Linked DNA regions of Sus scrofa: region 1 is linked to region 2. Evidence: chromatin contacts called from public HiChIP or PLAC-seq data. All regions are on one chromosome and are shown on one strand. Each heading gives the region's core, a stretch centred on a gene start, on an enhancer-like site or on the middle of the called end of the contact. The rest is flanking DNA. Distances are from core to core; before and after follow the strand shown. Region 1 holds the start of RPL28 (60S ribosomal protein L28). Region 2 holds the start of PPP1R12C (protein phosphatase 1 regulatory subunit 12C).

Region 1 (4,364 bases), core at 1,331-3,830, 210 kb after region 2:
TGTCCTCCGCCCATCTGAATCTCCGACTCTGCCCCTGTCTCTGGGACTTCATCCTCTGGATCTCTGCTGCTCTGTGCTTCCCTCCTTCCCCACTCTGGACCTCTGCCGCCTTTCTGTCCCCACTGTCACCGCCTCCATCGCTCCCTCTCTCCATTTCCATCTCGCCCTCCCAGGATAGCTCTCCATCTCGCCCACTGTTCTACAGTCTCTCCTGCTGCCCTCTCTCTCTCTCTCTCTCTCTCTCTCTCCCCGGCGTCCCTCCCTTTCCCGCCTCTGCCTTGCACCCCGTCCCGCCCGTCCCGCCCCTCACCTCGGGCTCACTCGGTGCCCGCACCCGCTGCCCCAGGCCCGGCCTCGAGCGTGGCGAGCTGCAGGCGCACGCGGCGGGAGCCGGCGGCCGGCGGCGGGGGCGTGCGGGCGGCGCGGCGCGCTCCCCGGGAGCCGGGCGCGGCGCGCCGGCCCGCCGCGGAGGAAGCTGGCGCCGACCAGCGGCGGGAGAGCTTTCGCGCGAGGCGGGCGAGCGCCGAGGGCCGCAGGCCGTAGTCGCGCTCGAGCTCCTGGCGCGAGATCTCGATGTTGCCGGTGTACCAGAGGATCCAGCCGAGCAGGCTCAGGAAGACGAGCAGCGCGCCCGAGTAGATGAGCAGGTCGCCGAAGTCCCGGCCGCGCACCTGCAGCTGCGCGAACACGCCGGTCAGCAGCGCCGCCATGCCCGCCACGTCCAGCGCCACGGCGAGGAGCAGCGCCATCCGGCAGCGGCCCAGGCCGGACGAGGGCACCGGCGCGCCCGCCGGCGGGAACGGTGCGCCCGGCGGGGCCCCCTGCGAGGCGCCTACCGCCGGCGCCGCCGCCATGGCCGTGCTCCGCCGCCGCCGCCGCCGCTGGCTCCGACCGAGAGCTTTCCGCGTTCCGGGCGCGGCCCGGCCCGGGGCGGGGTCAGGGGACCGCGCCAGGTGTGCCCGGCTCCCGCCTGGTCACCTGAGCAGTACAGACTGGCCTGGCCCGGAGGCGATCTAGCTGTGTTTTCTGGGCAGGACCTGGCCTTCAGAAGCCTATGCTGGGAACAGCGGGACGCAAAGATGCGTGCGGCCTCTGTATCCCAAGGAACTCGGAGCAGCGCATGGTCAAAATTCAGGGTGTTCTAGTGGAGGCAACGTAGGGCGCTCTGGGAGCCCGAGCATAGTTTCTGTTCAGTGCCTACCTCCAGGCGCCTCCGCCCCCGGTGCACCAGTGGGAACAGATGGGGTGAAAAAGAAGGATCAGACAAGGCCCTGAACCTCAAGGAACTCTGGGAGGCAGGGAGTCAACAGAGTGCCTTAAGGAAGGAAACGGCTCCGTGGAGCTGAGGCTGCTCTCAGTCACTGCCGGCCTCCTGTGTGGCCCAGAGCGAATGATTAATGATCGCAAAGGCGGATCAGACACTCACAGGAACTCTGCCGCCACCATCGGATCAGAGCTCCGTGATGAAGGCAGGAGGGTAACCCCCAACATTCCCGTTGGCTCAGGTTTCTCCTGGGGTCTTTAGACTCTCAGGATGTATTACTCGCGAAGTCCAGGTGCACAGAGAGATGGACCAGACAAGGTCCCTGCCCTCCCCTCGAGGAGTTGCTGGACATGATCACATCAAAGCGCGCTAATGGGGTGCCAAGGGACTGTCATTCCTTTTGTTCCCTTGGAGTCTCTGTGCTGGTCAGGCCGAAGACACAGAGATATATCAGGCAAGGTTCCTGCTCCTTAAAGATGACCCTGACGACAGAAAACAAACGTCTATAAAGTGTAACAGGTGACATGGGGCAGGCTGGAGGAGGATGGGGGAGGCCGCGGGGCACAGGGAAGAGGCAGGGCAAACAAGTATGGAAACCCTCAAGGAACCAAGAGCTTTCCCAGACAAATCTTTTCCTCCAAACGCAACTCGCCCTTAAGAGGAAATCCACGGTTCCCTGCGGAGACAGTCTGCGAGAAGGTTCCGTCAGGCTTCTCTCTAGACTCAAATAGCTCTGGATTTAATTTTAAGACGGCCCTGGGGAGGGGGAAATAACAGGGGGTTCCTGGAGTTAGCCGAGGGGTTCCGAACGTAGCCGATTGGAGATCGACTGTTTCCGAGCAGATCCGAAGGGGCACGGGCCAATAAGTGGGAAGGCGGCCGCCCCTCCGAAGAGCGTTTCCGGAGAGTTTCGAAAATGTCCGAAACTACTTAACTACCTTCTTCGGGAATAGCCGAGGGCCTACGAAGAAGACTGGAAGCACCCGAAGACTATGGAGCAGAGCTAGGTTTTAATAGTTCAGGCACTCTCACGTTCCTTCATAAAACAAATATTTATTGAGTTGAGCATCCATTCTGTGGCCAGCAATGGGTGGCAATATTGGAAGAGGCCGCTGAGGAAGGGGCCGTGGGGCTTCTAGAGGTGGACACAATCGGAAACCCAGCCGTGGGCTTCCGACAACACAAGAAGGGCTATCCAAACTGTCCCCTTCCGCGTCGAGAACACGCCCTCGGGTCCCTAGCCGAAGAGTTCCGAAAATCCCCGAAGGGTTTTGCGACGGGCTGGCGGAAATAGCCGAGCGTTGCCGAGCTGGTTCGGAGACGGGAGGGGAGAGGCGGGGGACAGTCGACGCGCGTGCCCAGAGAGGAAGCGGAAATGCGTGTGGGTATTAAAAGCGTCGCTCCGCCCCCGGCGTGTCTCTTTCCGTCTCCGGCCGCCGCACGGAGAGGAGGTGAGGTGCGGCCTCTTGTCCGCCCGCGTGGCCGTCTCGCGCCCGCCGCCGTGGGTCTGTGCCCTTGCCTGGCCTCTCTCGCTGCGCCGCTCGCCTCCCTGGCTGCCCCCGAGCCCCGCCGCCCTAGGTCGCTGTGCATTTTCATTTTCTTGTCGCTCGTAGTCTCGGCCGCCTAAGTTCAGCTCCTCTACCTTAGGCCGCCCAGCCCCGCCTGGCAGATTTCTAAGCGCTCTCGGCCCACACGGTTCCCCCATTCCCCAGGTCCCCACACGCGGCCTTCCCCTGTTGTTCACCGTCGGCCTGCTGCTCCCTTGACATTTCCCGGGCCCCTTCCTCCGCAGCTGCCGTTATGTCCGCGCACCTGCAATGGATGGTGGTGCGGAACTGCTCCAGCTTCCTCATCAAGAGGAACAAGCAGACGTACAGCACCGTAAGTGGGGCCCCGACGCCTGGGTCTGAGGGAGGGACCTTTACGACCGCTGGGCCCTGGCCCCTTTCGCGACCGCCATGTGTCCCGCTTCCCAGGAACCCAATAACCTGAAGGCCCGCAACTCCTTCCGCTACAACGGGCTGATTCACCACAAGACCGTGGGCGTGGAGCCGGCGGCGGACGGCAAAGGGGTCGTGGTGGTGATGAAGCGGAGATCCGGTAAGCATCTGCCCTGGCTCGGCCGGGCGACAGACCCCCCCACACGGGCGAGGAGCTATGGTTTCTCAGTGTCGGGCAGCAGCACTAAGGTTTCTTGGGGTCAGGACAGTTGCCTGGGAAGCTGGCTCTTCAAGCTTGCCCTCCCCCTGTATGAGCTGGCCAGGCTGCTTTGCTTGTTTCATCGTTTGAAAAGTCATGAATAGGTCCTCAAGTTGTCCCCTCACCAGGATTTATGTTTCGGGGAGGTATGATTCAGTGTTGTGTTTAGGATAAGTCTTTAAAACAGCTCAGTGAATGTCAGTCTCAAAGGGTGGGAAAATTGGGCAGACAGGTGGGGGCCTTTCTAGCTCCCACGTGTAGGAAGTGACAGCTTGGGTCTGAGGCAGTGGCGTGACCCCCTTTGTGGCTGCAAGGACTCAGAAGGGATGCTTAGCCTCCCACCCCCCTAAACCGCTCTCAGGCGCGGCCAGGCCTTTTTATTTAGACTCGGAGTCAAGAAGAGGCAGGGTATCACAGCTATCTTTTTGTTTTTCGGGGTGGAGGGTTTGAGATAGGAAAAGTTTTTCCTCCGTCTCTTGTGAGGGCCAGTTTCCGTTTGGGTTGAGTCCAGTGTCTTGGTTCAGTGACAGCAGTGACCACACCTGTTGCCTCCATCTCAGAGGGGAAGGGATAGCCCCTTCCCTGCGAAGCAGCCCCACGAGCAGCCAGTTCCTTGTGCTGTTGAGCTTCCCAGCTTCCCACACTCCTGAGAACCCTGTTCTGGTGTGTTGAGCCCCCAAGGCTTTGCTTTCTCTTCTTGAATTGTCGGGTGGCCCTTTCTGGGTAGTCAGAAACTGGCTTGACCTGAGGAGGTAACATAAACCTTCTCTATGGCATGGGTCCTTGGCTTCTTGGGGGAAACCAGGAGCGTGGGACCCCATCAGCCCTGTGACACGGTAAAGGGGGTGTTTTTCTTTTATCCTGGGCAGTGGAGTCCAGGCTCACTTGTGCTCAGGTGAGG
Region 2 (4,946 bases), core at 527-3,026:
GGTCCTCTCTGGGCCCCAAAGTAACCGAACCTGACGGGCTCTGGCAGGGAAGAGAGGCCTGGGGACTGGCCTGAGCTGGGAAGACTGGGAGGGAGACAGCCTCGGGGACAGAGGGAGGAGTAGAGGCTCTTCTGTGGCCTGTCCCCAAAGACCCACTGCAGCCAGGCAGGGGATGCGATAAAAGCCCTCAGAACCAGAGGGAATCCTGGTTCTGGGACATATAGTGACTCTGGCTCTGGAACACAAGACCAATGGAGGCAGAAAGCAAGGTGTTTTGGAAAGGTTTGGGGGCCCAGGTTGTGGAGAGAGAGGACCTAGCAGGGCTCTAGGTCCCCTGGGAAGGGGAAGTGACCGGGCCTAGGAGAACTGGCGGTGCACTCTGAAGGAGGGAGAAGCTGCCCAAAGCCACAGGAGGGCATCCAGGCAGAGAGAGCAAGATGACCCGAGGACAGACAGGTGGCCCAGAACCAGAAAGAGGAGGGTGCTCTGAGTGTGCCCAGAAAAAAGGGTAACGCTGCAGGCCCACACAAAGCAAGAGGACAGAGTGAAAGAGAAGTGTGTGGAGAAAGAGAAACATCCCCAAGAGAGAGCCTACAGTGCAAGGCCAGAGGTGGCACAGAGGGAGAATGAGGAGGGCACGCAGGTGAAGGGGGCAGGAGAGAGAGCAGGAGGTGAGCCAGGCGAGGGAAGCATCCACTTGAGGAGCAGAGCGCCTTGAGGGCGATGGCTCAGGAAAGAGCACCCTTACATGGCAACAGATGGCAGAGACCAAGGATGAAGAGCAGAAACCTGAAGGAAAGGGCATGGAAGGCTCGGGGGCTGGCCGAAGAAACGGCCCAGGCCAGAGAGCGGGAAAAGAAGCAGCACAGGCCCAGAAGAGAGGAGGAGGACGCTCAGGGAAAGTGGTACCTGCCTGGACTAGGGGAAACAGTGGGTACCGGTGAAGCTGGGAGAAGTGGCGGACTCGAGAAAGTGGGGCAGCATTCGATGGCAGAGTAGAGGTGGCACGGGCCAGGCTGGTTAAGAGCGCTCAAGGTGGGGAAAGAGCAGGGCGAAAGAGACAAGACGAGGATGGACTGGCCTGAGGCCCTCAGCAGTGGCTCGAGTCCGGAGAGAGGGCAGCGCAGGATGGCAAAAACCAGGCCAGTTCAAGTGGCTCAGGACTGGAAGAGGGGAGCTCCAGGTGGGTGGGATGGGAAAAGGACTCAGCACGGGATGATAAAGGACCGGGGCAGCATCGACGGTGCAGACCACGACTGGCAAGGGTGACTCTGGACTGGGAGGGAGGGTGCTCGAGGCAGCGCAGACCCAGGGCGGATCGGAGCCCGGGCGGGGGCGCTGACCTGGTGCAGGGCGCTGATGCCGTCGGCGTTGGTGGAGTCGAGCACGGCGCGGGCTGGCGGCGGGGCGGAGGGGTCCAGCTCGGCGTCAGGGTCGGGGTCGGCCGCGCGCAGCATCAAGCGCGCCTCGTCCAGGTCGCCACCCGCGCAGGCCGCCAGAAACTCGGCGGCGCGCTCGAAGCGCACGGTACGGGCGCGCCGTTCCCCGGGGCCCGGCTCGGCGCCTGCCCGCGCCCCCCACTGCCGCAACTGCTCCCGCCGCCGCTCACGGGCTGCCGCCGCCGCCGCCCCCGGGCCCGCCCCTGGGCCATCCTCGCCCGACATCGCGCCGCCCGCTCGCCCGCCAGGTAAGAAGCGAGCGAGCGAGCGAGCGAGCGACCAGCTCCGAGGCGTCGCCGACGCCCGCCCTCCTCCGGGCCGCCGGGAATTGCGTCCCGCCCCGCGCCGCCAGAGGATCTACCGGTCCCCGCCCGGCACGTGACGTCACCACGCCGACTCGGGGCCCGCTGGGAAATGGAGTCCACAGGCTGGAGAGGCAACCGGCAACCGCCTGAGGGCGGACCGCGGGGAACTCTGGGAAGTGGAGTCCATAAACGGAAATGGATCTCTGCAATAGTCCCGCCCCGAGGCACACTGGGAAATTCGCAGCTCCGCGGTGTCAAAAGGAAATCTGATTGGCGTGCTGGGAAGTGGAGTCTACAGGCGGGAGGTCGGCCCCAGGGCATGCAGGAAATGCCGTTCGCAGCATCCAGGTGACGAAGGGCTGGCCCCCGGGGACCTACTAGGAAATGGACTCGACAACCCGAAAAGTACAGAAGTTTTCCGTTTTCCCCTTTTTCATGTCATGTACTTTATTTACTTTGGGTTTGTCGCGCCCTTCAACAAGAAATAAGCCCCAGGAAGACCGGGATTTTTGTGTTGTGTGCTTTCCTTGTTCCCAGTACCTAGTAGAACGCGATCGGAAATAGTTTTTTGAATGAATGAATGAATGAGAGAACGGATTCTCTAGGTCGTGGGAAACACCAGGATACTATGGGAAATTGAGTCCGCAACCCTTGGATCATCAAGAAAATTGCAAGCCTTCCTGGGTGACCGCCCAGGGCATGCTGGGAAATTATGTATGCGGTACAAAGGTCATGACAATGGGCCGCTGGTCGCGCTGGGAAATGTAGTCCTAGGCAGAGCCCCCAAACACCCCAAGAAATAAGATTCGAGGGCAAGATAAGTCCAGAGTCCCCGAGTAACCCCTGGATCACATCGGGAAGGGAACCTGCGAGGTAGGATCCACAAATGAAAATGCCCGCAGAGCCTTAAACTGGCCCTCTCTGCCATTGCAATCACCCTGAGGCGTGGAGCACGCTGGGAAGTGTAGGCCGGGCTCTATATCCTCGCAAGCAATGCTGGGATTTGTAGTCCAGATGAGGCGTTCTAGTTGATGTGGCGGGCTAGTACGTAGCACCATAAAGCAAGAAATGAACCTTAGCTTGCGTGTTCGATTCCAGGCCTTGCTCAGTGGATTGAGGATCCGGCGTTGCCGTGAGCTGTGGTGCAGGTCGCAGACGCAGCTCGGACCCTGAGTTGTTATGGCTGTGGGGTAGGCCAGCAGCTCCCATTCAACCCCTAGCCTGGGAACTTACATATGCTGAAGGTGGGGACCTAAAGAGCAAAAGGAAAAGAAAAAAGAAAAAAGAAAACTATCCCCGTCTTAAGTACCTTGCACCTGAATCCTCATTGGGAAAGAGGTACGCACTTTGAGACCCGAACAAAGACCCCTAAAAATCGCAAAGAAAAGTGCTGAAATGCAGACACAGGCGAGATTCTTTTTCTTCCAAGGAATGTCAGAGCAGCCTACATACAGGCTCTGAGGTCCTTGGGGGTGGGTTGGGGGGACTGTGCAAAGAAATAAACTGCAAATCCATCCCATGAGATCTGGAGACCGTGGGGATGGGCACGAAGGGGATCCAGTCCTGGGAGCTCTTGGGATGTTGAGTCCCACTCAACCTACACACCCAGGGAGATTAATCATCCATCTGTGGTTATGTATATTTCTGTGCCTGCGCGAAACGGTGATTTTTGGGTGTTTTGTGATCGCGTCTGCAGTTGAATGCAACCTGATTTGGGTGCTCGTGTTTATGGTGTCTGTAAGCTTTGGTGTAGAGCGTCTATCTGTTTGCGGCCTTTATTCATTTGGGAGACATAATATGGAATTTCCACTTAACCCCCACAACCTACGATGGGATGTGTTCCCACCACAAGCTCTATTGGCAATCTTTACTTCTGACGGCTATATTTAGACTTTTCACCTCTTTATGACAAATGGTTAATACCAGCTCTGATTTAGCCAGGCCCGGGTTTGAGTCTTGACTCCACCCACTTCCTAGCTCTGGGACCTGGGCTAGCTCTCTTCCTCTCTGCCTCTTGAGTTGTGGAGCTGCTGTACATGCCTTTCTCACAGGCAGGCGCTGTTGGCTCTGTACAGGCATTTTCATATTCCACTCGTTAAATTCTCTTCTGCACGTCTCTTTTCCTTGGTGAAGGCTTTTTCACTGCTCAAGCCTGCTGTTTTCTCTGAATGCTAACACTGGAATTTTGATGCTTAACCTTGGAACCTCAGGCCCTCCTCAGGCTGATGAAAATAACCTCAGAAAGATTAGAAGGGACTGGTCCCTCTTCCCCTGCGACAGGCAGAAAGACAAACACTCCTCTGCATCATAAAGACAGTTCAAATAAAGGGATGTGCTGAGAACATTTACAAAGTATCAAGCTGACTCCCTCCCGTCCTCCTAAGAAAAATGAGGTGGCATATTAGAAGTCAGTTCTTATTTCAGTTACTTCAGCTGTCCTTGGAAGAGTTATTTACACAAAAGAACCCGCCTCCCTTTTATTTTTGGCTTTTTTTTAGGGCTGCACCTGGGGCACATGGAGGTTCCCAGGCTAGGGGTCAAATCAGAGCTGTAGCCGCTGGCCTATGCCACAGCCACGGCAACGCAGGATCCAAGCCGCTTCTGCCACCTACACCACAGCTCACGGCAACCCCAGATCCTTAACCCACTGATCGAATCCATGGATCGAACCCACACCCTCGTGGATGCTAGTTAGGTTCATCAACTACTTAAGCCATGATAGGAACTCCCTTCAGCCAGGTTCTTAACCCACTGCACCACAGTAGGAACTCCAAGAGATGTTTAATATATAAATAAACATGTTAGTGCAGGACTTCTGCTTGGAAAACTCTGACTCCCCATTCCTTCCAGCCAGAGCTGTGTTCCCACAACTGGACCCCCTCTATTAGAGCTCAGATCACACTGTGGTGACTGTGTCTGTCTCCCACATTGGACTATAAGTTTCCTGATGGCCAAACTTGGGTCTGCTTCAGGTCTGTGTCCCTGGCATCTCCCAGCACAAGACTTGGCCCAGAAGGCCTTGGGACATATTTGTTGAATGAGTGACTGTAGATGGCTGCCTGCAACATGCTTCTCCAACTCCTAACCTCCTACTCATTCTTCAAAACCCCAACGCAAATGCCCCCTCTTCCAGAAGAACCACACTGACTATTCAAGGCAGAGTCTTCACTCTCTCCTGGGTACCTTCTGATTCAACTGGGAC

The links. HiChIP or PLAC-seq counts read pairs in DNA pulled down with a chosen protein or histone mark.
Region 1: an H3K27ac HiChIP or PLAC-seq map of alveolar macrophages shows a contact between it and region 2. The contact joins the promoter of RPL28 here to the promoter of PPP1R12C in region 2. A contact is called at or near these places in 1 of 5 promoter capture datasets (fetal skeletal muscle), 1 of 47 Hi-C or Micro-C datasets (epiblast stem cells) and 1 of 2 datasets of contacts at active chromatin or transcription factors (alveolar macrophages).

What each region holds. Positions count from the first base shown.
Region 1 is chr6:59,554,006-59,558,369 of Sscrofa11.1, forward strand. RPL28 (60S ribosomal protein L28) reads left to right here and starts at 2,581. Exons shown (of 5, transcript XM_021095010.1): 1 at 2,581-2,715; 2 at 3,057-3,145; 3 at 3,241-3,364. The coding sequence starts at 2,640. It overlaps TMEM238 (transmembrane protein 238), which reads right to left and starts at 2,008. Exons shown (of 2, transcript XM_021095016.1): 1 at 311-2,008. The coding sequence starts at 854. The coding sequence ends at 318.
Region 2 is chr6:59,345,401-59,350,346 of Sscrofa11.1, forward strand. It overlaps PPP1R12C (protein phosphatase 1 regulatory subunit 12C), which reads right to left and starts at 1,777. Exons shown (of 20, transcript XR_002344812.1): 1 at 1,344-1,777.